Linked DNA regions of Mus musculus: all the other regions are linked to region 1. Evidence: chromatin contacts called from public HiChIP or PLAC-seq and promoter capture Hi-C data. All regions are on one chromosome and are shown on one strand. Each heading gives the region's core, a stretch centred on a gene start, on an enhancer-like site or on the middle of the called end of the contact. The rest is flanking DNA. Distances are from core to core; before and after follow the strand shown. Region 1 holds the start of Acp7 (acid phosphatase 7, tartrate resistant). Region 2 overlaps Samd4b (sterile alpha motif domain containing 4B). Region 3 holds the start of Lgals7 (lectin, galactose binding, soluble 7).

Region 1 (5,111 bases), core at 1,479-3,978:
CAGCACAGCAGCCTCCTCCTCTCTCCTTCCCTCTTTCTTTCTTTCTTTCTTTTTTTCTTTCTTTCTTTCTTTCTTTCTTTCTTTCTTTCTTTCTTTCTTTTTTTTCCAGGATCTCATAGAGTCCAGTCTCTTCTCAAACTCAGTATATATAGCTGAGATTATTTTGAACTAATCTTCCTCTTTCCACTTCCCAGGTGCTGGGGTTACAAGGGTGTACCACCACACCCAGCTTCCTTCCGTCCGTCCTTCCTTCCTTCCTTCCTTCCTTCCTTCCTTTACTTTTGTCCTTTGAGACTCTAGCCTAGAGTGACCTAGACCTTACTAGGTTGCCAAACCTGACCTTGAGCTATTAATAGCAGCAGTCCTCCTGCCTCAGACTTCCAAATGTTGGGATTATATCACCAGACCCATCTCCACATATGTGGTTTCTTTTAAATTTTTAAGCCATGTTTGTTTGTTTATTTATTTGGTGGGGCTGCGTGTGACTGTGGGTGTGTGAGTGCCACAGTGTATGCCCATGGAGGCCAGAGGAGTCCGTTTTCTCCTTCCACCTTGGGGGCCTTGGGGATGGAACTCGGCTTGGCAGCAAGTGCCTCGACCTGCAGAGCAGGGCTTAGTGGAGCTCAGGAGGACAGACACAGCACAGAATTCAGCACATCCTTCTACCCCAAGGAGGGCAGCAGGAAGTGATTGCCTGACCAGGGCCTGGTCCCAGGAACCCCACAGCATGCTTCCAAATCCCACTACAGTCCTGCCGGGGACCCAAAGCATTTACCAACAGCTCTAGACCAGGAGAAGCCAATCCCTGCCAGGACCCTGCTACCTGTCAGTCATCTCTCCTAATGAAGCTGCCACTTAGAACTGAAAGGTCTGCTTCTCCCAGCTGCCTGTGCTGCTGAGGTGCCAGAACTTTCCTAATAAGGCTTTCCTCTGAGGGGGAAAAACCCCCCACAAAGTGGAAAGCAAAGCTTCCAGGTTAACTGTTCTTTTGGATCTGATGCTAGACTTGACGTTTAATGAACTAAGGAGTCAGCATGGCCTGCTGTGCTGGTGACTGCAGTCCCAGCACACAGGAATAGACGGACTGCAGAAAAGGCTGGAGGCTAGCCTGGGATACATAGTAAATTCCAGTCCAGCCTGGACTACATTTCAAGACCTCTCAATTTAACGCCCCCCCCCTCTACTCGGACCCACCAAAATACAAACAAATTCACAGATATACAAATAAATAGATCTAATAAAGAATTTAAAACAAACAAACCAACAAGTCAGGCACTGTGGCACGCGCCTGTAATCCTTGCATTTGATAGGCTGAGTCTAGAAGATCAGGAGTGCTGGGCAGTGGTGGCTCATGCCTTTAATCCCAGCACTTGGGAGGCAGAGACAGGCGAATTTCTGAGTTCGAGGCCAGCCTGGTCTATAGAGTGAGTTCCAGGACAGCCAGGGCTATATAGAGAAACCCTGTCTTGAAAAACAAAACAAAACAAAACAAAACAAAACAAAACAAAACAAAACAAAACAAAACAAAACAAAACAAGATCAGGAGTTCCAGGCTAGCCTCAGCTATGGAGTAAGTGAGTTCCAGTCTAGTCCGGATTACATAAAATCCTGTTTTCAAATAAACAAATGAGAAAGCACATGTGTTTCCGTATGACACACTTGCTTTAAAAATATTTGGCTGTCCATAACTTGGTGGCATAAAAACAGGAGCAGCCAGGAGTCACGTTAGGTTTGCAGTAGGCATCCTTTGCATAAAACCCGGCTAAGATGCTTCCATTCTGGAAGGCCACCAAGAAAAATAACAAGAAGAGGTTTTGATTGTGGCTGCTAGAGTAGCGGTGAGCCAGAGCTGAAATTGATAAAGAGAGTTGTTTGTGGCGTTCTGCTTTAAGATAGGGTCTTGTTAGGGAGCCTAGCTGGCCTCAGGTTCCTGGCCTCCTGGTCCAGCCTCCTACAGATTGGGATTAAGGGGTGTACCACTACGACCAAGTGATTATTTTATCTTTGAGACAGGCTCACACTCGTTACTGTGTAGCCCTGGAACTCATCGCAGAACAGGCTAGCTGGCTTTGAACTCATAAGGACCCTCTGCCTCCGGTGTGCAGGAGATAAAGGGCGTGCAACACTAGCCCCAGATCCGAGTGATTTATCAATTATTATTATTATTATTATTATTATTATTATTATTATTATTATTACATTTTAAGCTGTAATGAAAAGGGGTAGGGAGTTCAAAAATCCTAAAGACCGGGGACTCCCGCCCCGAAGTCAGACTCCACAAGCTCCACCTCCAAAGACCTAGAACTGCTTACAAAGCTAAACTGCAGAGTCATCGCACAGAAAATGCGTGTAAGACAGAAAACCTCTCTTCCCCCAAGAACGTGTCTGCTGTGGATCTGGGAAACCCTAAGCGCACTTTGCTGAAGGCCTCTTCAGCATCTAGACAGCTCAAATTCCACTTGTTCCCACCTTGACAGGGGTGTGGGGGGGGTGGGGGCGGCTCTGGACTTGAACTCGGTTCTTAGGGTAGCACACCGGGGTATGTGCCAGCCATCTCCTCCTTTTTTACAGGTGAGAAAACAGGCTGTAGCGAGATTGAGCAACTGCGCCTAGGGCACCGGGCTCACAAACACCATTGTCACCAGGGCCTTTGGAGTTTGTGTTTTCCAGGATACCCTGCGGGGGTCTGAGGGAGAGTCCCGGCTCTGGGAAGCAGGAAGGAGCTGAGAGGAAGATGCTGAGGGCTCAACGGAGATGGATGGGAATCCCAGGATCGCGGCCTCCCTTGGGACTGAGGGTGGGTTTCTGTCACCAGGGGGTCTCCGCAGCTGGGGCGGTGGGACGCCTGGGGACAGGGCAGCCTTACCTGTCCCGGCGCTAACCTGCTGTCTGGCTCGGAGGTGGCGGCGTCCCATGCTTTTCTGGGTCCCCTCTTTCTGCGCCCCACCCTGAGGGGGGCGTGAGGGTGGGCGTGGGGCGCCAGGGACCGGCCGGACCTGTGGGACACGGGGCTCGGGCTGTCTGGGGAGCCCGTCACCTGAAGCAGCCGGCTCTTCCGGGGCTGGGACACCTGTGGGCGGCGGGAGCCTGTGTCCCTGCAAGCTCATAAATACTGCAGCGCATCGGTGGCCGAGAGGACCGTGAGGGCGGCTGGCGCGCCCCTGAGGGTGAGCCGGCGTCCCCTTCCCGATTGCGCCCCCCACCCCACGTCCCAGCTCTCGACCTTCGGTGGACGGTTCTTTCAGACCCGAGGCACCTGTCCAGGTCCCGAGGGCAGGTGGACCGAACTTCAGAACCTCAGCTGGCCTGGGAGCTGAGGAGAAACCGGGGTTCAGGCAATGCAGGTTCAGGGCTGGAGAGGCAGCTGGGATGAGGATGGAGCCCGGGGAGGAGAGAGATCTGAAGGCAAGATGGGATGTTGGGGAGGGGAATGAGAAGAAGCCGCTCCAGGCAGGTGGAGCTAATGAGAAATCTGGGAGTAGAGTTGGAGTTATCGGGTCCGGAGGAATAAGTGGAAATCTGAGGATGAATTAGAGAGGCTGAGGGTACAGTGGGATGCTAAGAATCTGGAGAATAGGTCGCTAAGAGAAGACAGAGATGTTGGGGATGGCGTTGTCAAAGGCATCCCCGCCCCCCAGCCTCCTAGCCCCCTCCCAGGATCAGGAGCCTGGGCCGGAAGGGTTCAAACTCAGCTGCATCTCATCCTAGCCTTGCCACTGAGTCACTCGGTTGCTCAGTTTCCTATATGTGACTGGGTTGGTGATGTCTGTCGCCACCACCTCATAGGAATGCTGTGAGGCCTCCTGCCATTAATCTATGCAAAGTGCTGAGCAGCGAGGCTCAGAAACCTCATTAATTATTCTCTCACCAGCATCTCCTTCACCACTCCCCTCAGAGACGTTTCAGTCATTCAGTCTTCCTCCCCCACAGACATCCTGACAGACGGACACACGGCTCTGCCTGGCATCGGTCCATTCTCCATCCTCTGTGGGACCCACCAGCGGAATTTGATCACATCCCTGCATTCCACTCGGCTTCCCACCATCCCCTTTCTTCCTACCATGAGCCCCTTTCTTGGAGGCTGGCTCTTCTTCTGCATGCTCCTGCCTTTCTCCCCGGGAGTCCAGGGAGCCCAAGAGTATCCTCATGTTACACCAGAGCAAATCCATCTGTCCTACCTGGGTAAGTGTTCCGGACCCCTCACCTCATTCTGCTGCTCTTTCTTCAGCCTTGAAGTCCACTGTTGGGTGAAGGGCTCAGTTTGAGAAGCCCAGGCTGGTGACTTGTCCTTCCAGCCTCAGTGGTGTGCCTCTGTGAAATGGGATTTCAGCAGGCTGGTGTCCCATTGTGTGGGGAAGGATGATGGTAATCGCCCATCACAAGCTGCTGTGCTCCAGCTCTGAAGGGACTCCCTTGGCTCTCTGCTTTGCTATCTTATCTCAGGGCTTCGAATGTTATCACCCTGACTTCTGAAACCAGTTGTGGAAGAAACCAGTAAATGATGGTGGGGAATGAGAGAAATGGGCCACCTCTTTATCCATCTTTTCTTCTTTCTGGCAGAAAACGGGTCTCTTCCATCTCCTCTGGGTTTTGGAAATAGGTTCATGTAGCCCAGGCTGGCCTCAAATTTGCTTTGTAGCCTAGGCTGACCTTGAGTTCCTGAGCCTCCTGCTTCTACCTCCCAAGTATTTGTTTTATTCTTTTGAGAGTTTCTCACATTTGTAGCCCAGGATAGCCTGAGAGTTTCCCTGTACCTTCAGTCTTAGTCTTTCAGGTGCTAAGTTTGCAGGAGTGAACTACTATGTCTCTTTTTCCTTTTTCTTCTTTCTTCTCCTCTCTGTCTCTCTGTGTCTGTCTGTCTGTCTGTCTGTCTCTCTCTCTCTCTCTCTCTCCTTTTTGAGACTAGGCCTTAGGGATTTAACCCAGGGCCTTGTGCATGTGGAGCAAACACTCCACCAAACTGAACTACCCTCAGGCCATTTTTAAAACATCTGGTCTAGTAAGATAGAGTTTCTATCTGTAGCCCAGGCTAGCCTTGAATTATCAATCCTTCTGTCTCAGCTTTCCAAATTTGGGGATTTCAGGCATAAGCTACCACTTCAGGCCGGAAA
Region 2 (5,047 bases), core at 2,366-4,865, 210 kb after region 1:
CCACCAAAGAAAAGGCTCCCCTGCTCTGGAACCCAAGGATGGAGGTCTGTTTAGTGAGTAACTGCCCACACTGAAGAGGTGGGGCAGTTCTTCCTTGGGACAAGCCAGTGTTTTACACAGCTTCATCATATTCCTTACTACCATGTCCTGAGCCTTATCTGTTTTATCAGGTCAGCCATGTGCTTTCACTGTTAATTTATTAGAGCACTTTCAGTTTTTGCATTTGTTTTCAAAACTTCCAAAAAAAATTGCTATAGAAGGTTAAATGTGGGGTCTTCTTTCCTGATCTTATGTGTTATGAGATGATCTGTGCAATATGAGTGCACACATTTTCTATGAGCTTTGTCATTTTATTGGTTTTGGGTTGTTTATTTTTTGAGACAAGGTCCCATTTTTGCGCCCCTGCCTGGCCTACAACTCTCCATATAGACCAGACTGTCTTCAAATTTAAGAGATCCACCTGCCTCTGCTTCTTCCTGAGTACTGGGATAAAAGGTGTGCACTCCCACACTTGGCCTTAGATTTTTACATTTTTTGAGACAGGATCTCAGCCTACAGTCTATGCTGGCCTCAAACTTGCAATGCAGTGACTTATGCCTCTTAAGTCTGAGGTTACAGGCATGCGCAGTCTGTTGCTGTCTAACGCTCACAGCACTTGTAAGGGAAGCCTGTTTTATGGATGGGGAAGCTGAGTGACTTGCTCTGAGTCACAGACTAGGCTAGAACAGTGGGTCTCAACCTTCCTAATGCTGCAGCACTTTAATGTAGTTCCTCATGTTATGGTGGCCCCCAACCATAAAATCATTTCATTGCTGCTTCAGAACTGTAATTTTGCTATTATGAATCATAAAATAAGTATCTGATATACAGGATATCTGATACTCAATCCCCAAAGGGGTCGTGACCCAAAGGTTGAAAACTGCTGGGCTAGAGAGTAGGGAATCAACTTTTACTTGGGAGTAATTGACCACTAGCTCTGTCTACCACCTGGTTGGTCCATTTGGTTTTGCTCCTCCAAGCTGTAGTAGAGATGCTTTAAGCAGCTCTAGGATGAATCTCTAAATAGCTCTGGAGCTCCTAGTGTGAAGGTATGTTATTCTAAAGTTTTTGTTCTTACCACATTGTCTGTGAACGTTATGCTATACAAAACAGTGGAGGCCCTTTCCAAACAGTTACATCAGCATATTGGGGAGGGCTCAGCTAGTACTGGAGGACTACTGTTTAGGAATTGCATGATAGTGAATATATGAGCCAAGATCTTACATCTCTGTCATGTTTTGAGAAGTTTTCTATGAAGCTGATGGGTAGAGAGGCAAGGAAAACAGATGAGAGAAGAGAGGGAGACCTTGGCATAACCCATATTGAGCACGAAGGATGTCTGTCGGGGTTACAGCAAAGCATCACTTTCAGGAAAGTACTCATGGATAAAGTCTGTGGGGCCCTTAAATACTTCCTAATGGATGTGACTTTAAGTCTAAAGAGGTGGTATCTCCTGTCACTTCCACCTTTAGGTAGACTTGCCCAGTAATCCGCTTGTTCCTGCCTCTTGGAACTGGTACATGGCCCTTGGGAAAAGCTGTCTCTCCTGATATTTTATTTCTTTCTGCTCATTATGGTTCTTCATTCCTTTGTGTTTCCCACTCATGTATTATCATAATCTCAGGGTCAGAACAACTTAAAATACAGATTCCGAATCTTCACACCCCCACCCCCACCCCAGACCCAATAATAAGTGAGAATCCTGAAGGGATGGGCCCAGAGAGGGGTCCAGATTCTTATAAAGACCAAGCACTGTGACTCATGTCCTTCAGGTCCATCTCCTGTCTTAGAGTGGTAGGCACATTGATCAAAGCAACTTGGGGAAGGAAGAGCTTATTCATCTAAAGCTTACAGTCCATTCTGAAGGGACATCAAAGCAGGAACTCCATACAGGCACCTGGAGGTAGGAACTGAAGCACATATCACAGAGGAACACTGCTTACTGGTTCTTCATAGCTTGCTCTACCTGCTTTCTTAATACCACTCAGGATCACCTGCCCATAGTGGTCTGGGCCCACCCACAGATAATTAATCAAGAAAAATGTCTCACAGGGTTGCCTATAGGCCAATCTTCTGGAAGCCTCAATTGAAGTTCCTCTTCTTAGGAAAATTCTAAATTGTGGTAGGTTGACAAAAATAACCAACCAGGACAGAGAGGCCTAGAGTTCCCAGTTGTCATCAGCCCTACTTATCCTAGTTCTCTGCTGTTTGGAGCTCCAACAGCAGTCTTGGGCTGCTGAATGTGTCTTGAATCATAAGGGTGTTCCCATGGGCTGGTAGCTGGAGATTGGGTCTGGGCAGCTAAGATCTCTTCTTCCTCATCCTCTTCCTGGTCTGCAGTTCTTGCATTTCTTCTTACATCTAGTCCTCTGAGTCAGTCTCCATATCTAGCAGATTTAAGCCTCTCCCTCTCTGGCTCCCTGAATTTGGGTGGGAAAACAGGGGTCAGAAGGGGCCATGGTGAGTGAGTCACCAGAACTCATCCTCTGATACCCCCACCCTTCCCTTTCAGGCTCTACTGACATAGTTCATCAAACAAAAATGTGAACGCGTGTCTGTGTGAGCTGGGTGAGGCAGAGAAGAGTATGTCTGAAGCCAAGCCCCAGCCCCTCTGATTAGTGCCAGAGAGGCCAACATGATTGTTACAACACTAAACATATAAAAATGGGCTTCCTCTATGTCTCAAAGATACATTTGGCTCCCTATGATTTGCCAGGACCAAGGGTCATGACCTACTTTGCTTGGGTTACCTGTCCAGTTCCATCCCATGGCCATCATGCTAAGGAGGGCACTCACACAATCTACTTTACCTTCTCTGTGTCCTCAGAGTCCAAATTTGCATCTCTGACAGGAGCAACTGCTGGCATTCTTGCATTGCTTGGTTCCCCAAACCCAGTCCACCCACTTCCAGCATTTTATCACTACAAAATATGCCTCTAACTTAAGAGCAGACATGTGTCTGGTTTTGGTAAATAGTTGCAAAAATGTCCCCAACCCTGTGGGAACTCTTAAGGGGAGTCCCAGTTGTGCTGTGCTAAGTGAGCCACGGGTTAATAGCCTCAAGAAAGATTTCCACCCAGGGACAGTGGAGGTTTGTGTTCATGTGCTGAGCACTTGCTCATGCCAGGTGCTTTGCACCCTTGTTGTCTACAACCCTGTAACTTTACAGCCATTGTTGCATAAAGAAATGACCAAGATTCAGTGAATTTAAAGAACTGGTCCATGGTTACAGTATACTGAGTCGTGGAGACAGAGGCAGAATTAATTTGTTTGTTTGTTTATTAAACCCAGGCAGGTTTTTCCTTTTGAACTTGCAGAATATACTCTGCTAGAACTTAAGGCAGGATAACTGAATGTTTGGAATCCCAGAGAGGGCACATTACACACGTAGACACCACTACCTACCAACAGACCGTCTGGGTCAATCGTCCAGGTATTCATTGGGCCCCTGCTGTGCCTAACTCTGGGCCAGAGTTTTCTGATCTGGGCAGGAAACTAGAAGTTCCATCCCCACCCGTCATCTGCATCCCCAGCTGGGCTCACCCCAAGAGGCCTGAGGCTATGCACATTCCTTGGACTCATTCCAGTGCTCATTGACGCTTCCCAGTCCTGGGAGGCTCGCCCTTCCTACCACCACCACTCAGACACATGAGCACACATTTCCTCAGGGTCAGCCTTCATCGGTTCAGAATTACTCTCTCCTTTCTGGGCAATAGAACAAGGTCCTCCTTTGAGCCCAACCCTTGAGGCTGTTCTGTCGCGTCCCCTGGCAGTACCAGAGGAGAAGCTGCATCCCATAGCCCTGGGGTCCTGGCAGTACTCTGGGGGTGGGGGAGGTTTAGACAAGGCTTCTCTGTGTCTTAGATGCCTCTGGCTACACTGTAATGCCTAAACAACAGCAATTGAGAAGTCTGGGTAGGGATGCAGGAGCAAGGAGAAAAAGACCCATCACTGAGCCACATCTTGCACATTAACTACATGCAGACCGTTAATCCTTCACAGACACCCTTACCTAAATCTGAGCAGCCCACATCTCAGCAACCCTGTGCTTCTTGTACAGACAGCTGGAATACAAGGCCTTTGACTTTGTCCTTAATATTACTTGCTGTATTTCTCATCAAGAATGAAAGGTTGGAACTAAGTCCAAAAAAGAAAGATATCAAAGTGTTATGTGACTCCATGCCAGTTGGAGGTAGAAGGATAGGCTAGAAAAGGCTTCCTGACTTAAGGAAGAACTTGTCCCACTTCAGAATTTTAATTTTATTTTAAATTTTAAATATTGTGATGGTTGGAGAAAGAACTTTGTGGACACTGAGAGCTGGTTCAGATAAAGATAGATGGGAGAGGCATTTTCCTGGCTTTAAGTGGCAGGTATAATGTAAGAGGAGTCAAGACTGAAAGCATTGGCACTGGAAGATGGAAAGTTACAGTGAAGGCTGGAGGAATGACTCAGTAACCACTGACTGCTTTTCCAGAGGCCCAGGCCCATTCCCAGCACCCACATGTTGGCTCACAATTGTCTAACTCCAGTACCTGGGGATCTGACACCCTCTTCTGGCCTCCACAGGCATTGCATGCACATGAAACACCAACACACATGCAGAAAGACACCTAAAATAAAATGGAGAAAGTTTCTTCCAGGACATGCAACTTAGATTTCATGTTTGTCACTTGCAGTCCTGTCACTTCACCTTCCCAGGTCTTACTTGTGTGTAGAAATAATAAAATGGTTAAGCTAAGGGTGGACAGCACATACATGCACTCAGTGTCAGCCATCATTGTTGTCCTTGTGAGGAGTGCTTGCAGTACTGCTAGTTCTGTTACTCTTGGGCTGGTGCTGTGGTCATAAAGTGAGTGGATGGCTTTGAATGGATGAATTTCCTGTCACTTTAACAGGGGCTCTCCAAGAAAACAGAGAGCAGAGACTTGCAGGCCAGACCCCAGGAGTTCTGAGTTGTGTGATTCACTCCAAGAGCTACAGATTTAAGTAGAATTAGAAACTAATGTG
Region 3 (4,497 bases), core at 1,396-3,895, 230 kb before region 1:
CCAAGTGCTGAGGTAACTAACGGGCGTGAGCCACCAGGCCCAGCATTTCCCCTTTTTCAAAAGGAGGTATTTTGGTGGCCTTTATAAAGATGACATAGTGTAGTATAACAGTACCCCCAAATGTTAGCAAGCCGCCGGAACACAACGGCTTGCTGTGCAAAAGGCACTTGATGCTTTTTGCGTTAGACCTGAGTTCAGTTCTCAGTACCCACGTCGGACACCTCACAACTCCTTGTAACACCACCCTTTTCATTTATGTACACCTACCAGAGACGGACAGACAGACAGACTGACAGACAGAGAGAGACGTGCGCGCGCACACACACACACATTTTTTTGGGGGGGGGGATTGTTTTTTTTTTCGAGACAGGGTTTCCCCGTATAGCCCTGGCTGTCCTGGAACTCACTTTGTAGACCAGGCTGGCCTCGAACTCAGAAATCCGCCTGCCTCTCACACACACACTTATAAAGTAACTGGTGTGATCGTACTCCCTGTAATTTCTGCCAGTACTTGGGAGGCTGAGACAAGGGAGTGGCCACAATTTAACCGACCTGGGTTACACAGCCTGACTTTTTACCCCCACTCCCACCCCATACCTGATCGCTCCCCAAAGGAAACCCTACTGGGCCCCTGCGCAGCAAGTCCTGAACAGCGTCTCAGACACAGGCTCACTTTGCCCCTGGGTTACTATGTTTTTCTCTGAGTCTCAATTTCTTCAGTCACACATAAAGGACACAGGCACAGTCAGAACTACAGCTACACTTTATTCGCCATCCAAAACCCTCCTCTGCGATCCTACACCCCCACCCCTACCCGCCACGCCCTTGGGTCCTTGCTTAGAAGATCTTCACTGAATGCAGCTGCACGTCTCCGCCCACCTCCACCAAGCGCACGCGCGCGGGCGGCATCCGGTGGTGGAAGTGGAGATATTCGTCATCCCCGACCACAGCCTGCAGGGTGAGAGACCAAGTTAAGACTGGATGCGGGTCCCGGTCTGTGGCCCCGGAAGAGGCTAACTACACCCAAGCCTCCCTCTCCCCAGAAGGAAAATGGGTCTGTTGTCCATTGTAATGGGACACAATGTACTGCTAGGACACCCAGTCCCTGAGCACTTGGCTCTTGATCTCTGTTTTGTCGCTCTTAGAAGCAGACCTGGAGAGGGTCTCTGGAGGCCCGTGTCAGGTCTGGGCCTGGGGTTCCAGTACCCCAAGGGCTTTCCCGCCATCCTCGACAGCTCAGTCCCCAGCATTTGGCTCTAGACCTGGGTCTGGAGTGTTCTCCTTCAAAGACCCACCTTGAAGCCTTCCTCTGTGGCGATGAGGAGCACTTCAAAGGGCTGCCCACGCTCGAAGGGGATGCCGGTGCCTCGCTCCTCACGGCCCCATTTGCCTTGTTCTTTGGTGTTGAAGACAACCTCGGAAGTGTCCAGCCTCGGGTTAAAGTGCAAGGCGGCATCTGCTCCTTGCTCCTCACCGCATAGCAGGTTTACATGGAACCTTCGGGGACAGTAAGCCTCAAAGATCAGCAACCACCATGTGCAAGTTATGTGGTTCCACCGGCACACCCACACCCATAGGGAGTCCCTGTGTTTGTAGCCAGGATCCCCCTCATTTCCAGAGCCTGGAGCTGTCCTAGGTTGTGGGATGGCCTGCTGTGCCTGAGTGGGGTTCAGGGAATCGCACTCCAGATAAGCAGAGTTAATAGCAAGGGACCCCACTATTCCAGGTTATCAATATTCCCACAAAGCCCAAGGTCTCAATTTTAGTAGGTCATGGACTTGATGACCGGGTACCCTGGGCATCCAGGGTAGCTTCAAGATCCAAGAGAGATTTTCATTGTCCTGGAAAACTGGACATGGAGATCGTAGGACTAACCAGGGATTCTTATTATTGTTCTAGAAGCCTACATTTTTAGGGAGACTTGGGCACACCCACCCACAAGTCTTGGGGAACATCAGTGAAAATATCCAAATTAAGCTAGCAATAGGGACTCCAAGACTCCACATGGCAAACAAGGTTCCAGGGACACCATATGTGGGCTCTAAGAACCAGGGTTCAACTGAGCCAGGAGATGCCCCACCCACCCTTTCCCCTGGAACCTGGGATATCACCTGCCAGCCTGGTCAGGGACCATGCCTCGAATTCTCATGACAGTGCCCACGCGGACGCCCTGAGGCAGGGAGGTCTTGTGCTGGGTAGCCTGTAAGAATTGGGTGGGGCAAGAATGAGAACCAGGGAGACAAAGAAACAGACTGGTCAGCCCCAGCTAGGAACTCCAGGGACCAGGCAGAAACCAAGAGGGATGCAGATTAACGGAGAGGCAGAGACAGGCACACAGACCTGACAGAGACAATGCAGTTAGAAGAAAGCAAAGCCAGCTGGGAGACAACCTATCAGGACGTGCTGGTGAAACCCAAGAGATAGCAGCCAGCTCTCCTGATACCCGTTTTTTGCTTTGAAGGGGAGGTTTAAGCTAGTCCCAGCTTCCAGACTTGGCCTTGTCCCAAAGCCCCGTTTCCCCAGCTTGGGCCCCAGTATACTTACAGACATGGCGGGCACAGCAATACAGCAACAATGTGGCCAGTCGCTGTGGGAGGGGACCTTAAGTAAAGGCAAGGTAGTGGTTCAGCTCCTCCCTTTCCATCCAACGCCCACAGCTGGCACAGACCCCTGCCCTAAGGCAAAGCTGTCAAGGCCGGGCGAGTCTCCTCCTGCCCTGCCCCCACACACCAGCTCCCTCTCCCCTTTTCCTAGGCTTAGAGATAGGGACAACCTTTAATACCAAGACTGGGGAGGTTTGCCCTGTGCTCTTCTCACCTCCCCTTTCATACCCCTACCGCCCTGTCAGACACTGGACTCCCCTGGAGATCTAGTGGATCCAGAAAGGCTGCGCAAGCATCAGCCTCCACCCTTTCTGAAAGGAGCCTCTTCCCTGGAGCGCAGGCTGCTCTGCTTTGTCCTGGCCACCTCTGCTTCTGCCGTCAAAGACAGGCATAATAACTCAATGGGGTCCCCAGGAAACCCGCTATTCCTTTTTATCCTATGCTGTGCCCCCACCCTACCCCCCAGGTTACCAAGAGTGTGTTGGCACGTTTGAAGTGGTCAGTAATGGAGTGGCCAGTAACGGAGGGTCAAATAATGAAGTTTCACTAACAGTGGCCAGGCTGCTGAGACCTCTGGGTGTCCAGATGTGTGTCTGAACCTTACCAGGATATGTGGAGTATATCGAGCCACTGTACTGACGTACAGGAAACAGTGCTCATGGGAACAATTTGCCCAAAGATCAAGATCAGCGCTCTGCTCTCTCGCTCTCTCTCTCTCTCTCTCTCTCTCTCCCTCTCTCTTCTCAGTGGTTCCTACTTTTCTTCTTCAGGTCTCTATCAGCTCCTCCTTGGAACTGAGCCCACCTTCCCATCCAATGAGAGTGTGATGGAATATGGGTTGGTGGGTGTCCCGGGCTGCCAGTCACCACCCAGATCAAATGAAACACATTGGGGAAACTTCCAATAGCCTGAGTTTTAGTCTCCCTAGACCAGCACTCTAGAGAAATAGAGAAAGTGTGTGTGTGTGTGTGTGTGTGTGTGTATGTGTGTGTGGGTGTGTGTAGGGGTGACTCATAAAGAATGAAAGAGAAATTTCTGGAAGGCAGGCAAAGGGAGGGTGGGAGCGCTGAGCAGTTACCACTCCTAACAGCCCAGCAGCCTTCCTGAAAGATCTTTCCCATCCCTATCCCCACCACCCTACTCCTGCCCCACCCAGCAGGTGGCAGAGCCGGAGGCCAGATGCATGCTGGGAGTGGAAAGTTGCCTTGGAGATTAGGAACTTGCTACCTCTCCTGCTTCTCTGTCCCAGTTTCCCATATTCAGACCCCCCCCCCACGCCCGCAACACACACAACCCTAGAATACACATCAAGGAATCCCGTGAGGTGGCCCAGAGAGGGCACAGAAGATGCCAGAGAAACGTGGGCGCTGCGATGCTGGGGGAGGAGCCCTGGAGAAGACAGGCTGGAGATGGACCTGATTGCTCCACCTGGAAACCAGCGCGTGGGAGGTGAAGGCGAGAGAGTCAGCACGAGGTCATTTGAAGCCAACGCGGGCTGGAAAACACGGTCTCAAACAACAGCAACTGGCTTCCTTCCTTCCTTCCTTCCTTCCTTCCTTCCTTCCTTCCTTCCTTCCTTCCTTCCTTCCTTCCTTCCTTCCTTCCTTCCTTCCAGTGGTGAGGCATGCTTTTAATCCCAGCACTAGGAAGGCAAAAAAAAAAGCAGTTCTGTGCGTTCGAGGCCAGCCTGGTCTGGAGAATGAGTTCCAGGACAGCCAGGGCTCCACAGAGAAACCCTGTCTAAACACACACACACACACATAACAAAAAAATCAAAACACGACAACAACAAAACAAAAACAAACAAACAAACAAAAAAACACTGCTGTTCTTACAGAGGACCCAAGTTCAGTTCCCAGCACCCACATCAGGGACCTTACAACCTCCTGAAACT

Evidence for each region. HiChIP or PLAC-seq counts read pairs in DNA pulled down with a chosen protein or histone mark. Capture Hi-C pulls out chosen DNA fragments and counts their contacts.
Region 2: an H3K4me3 HiChIP or PLAC-seq map of embryonic stem cells shows a contact between it and region 1, with 33 read pairs. The contact joins the enhancer-like site here to the promoter of Acp7 in region 1. A contact is called at or near these places in 18 of 39 promoter capture datasets (the 3T3-L1 cell line, 3T3-L1-derived adipocytes, the C10 cell line and 11 more), 5 of 115 datasets of contacts at active chromatin or transcription factors (the HPC-7 cell line, craniofacial prominence, embryonic basal ganglia and 1 more) and 4 of 9 other capture datasets (adipose tissue, embryonic stem cells, liver and 1 more).
Region 3: a promoter capture Hi-C map of pancreatic islet shows a contact between it and region 1. The contact joins the promoter of Lgals7 here to the promoter of Acp7 in region 1. A contact is called at or near these places in 1 of 39 promoter capture datasets (embryonic stem cells), 4 of 484 Hi-C or Micro-C datasets (embryonic stem cells, extraembryonic endoderm stem cells and gonadal supporting cells) and 3 of 9 other capture datasets (adipose tissue, liver and pancreatic islet).

The regions. Positions count from the first base shown.
Region 1 is chr7:28,628,530-28,633,640 of GRCm38.p6, reverse strand. It overlaps Acp7 (acid phosphatase 7, tartrate resistant), which reads left to right and starts at 2,728. Exons shown (of 13, transcript NM_175319.5): 1 at 2,728-2,797; 2 at 3,931-4,182. The coding sequence starts at 4,062.
Region 2 is chr7:28,417,084-28,422,130 of GRCm38.p6, reverse strand. The region is part of intron 2 of Samd4b (sterile alpha motif domain containing 4B); the gene reads left to right. Among named protein-coding and RNA genes, the nearest start is that of Samd4b, 17 kb to the left of the region's middle. Within about 2 kb of position 3,615, at least 98 of the 459 cell types and tissues checked have an H3K27ac peak or open chromatin away from gene starts, as enhancers often do. A contact at or near this core is called in 3T3-L1-derived adipocytes, adipose tissue and embryonic stem cells, where this site is marked.
Region 3 is chr7:28,862,534-28,867,030 of GRCm38.p6, reverse strand. It overlaps Lgals7 (lectin, galactose binding, soluble 7), which reads right to left and starts at 2,645. Exons shown (of 4, transcript NM_008496.4): 1 at 2,545-2,645; 2 at 2,112-2,200; 3 at 1,296-1,497; 4 at 747-951. The coding sequence starts at 2,550. The coding sequence ends at 838.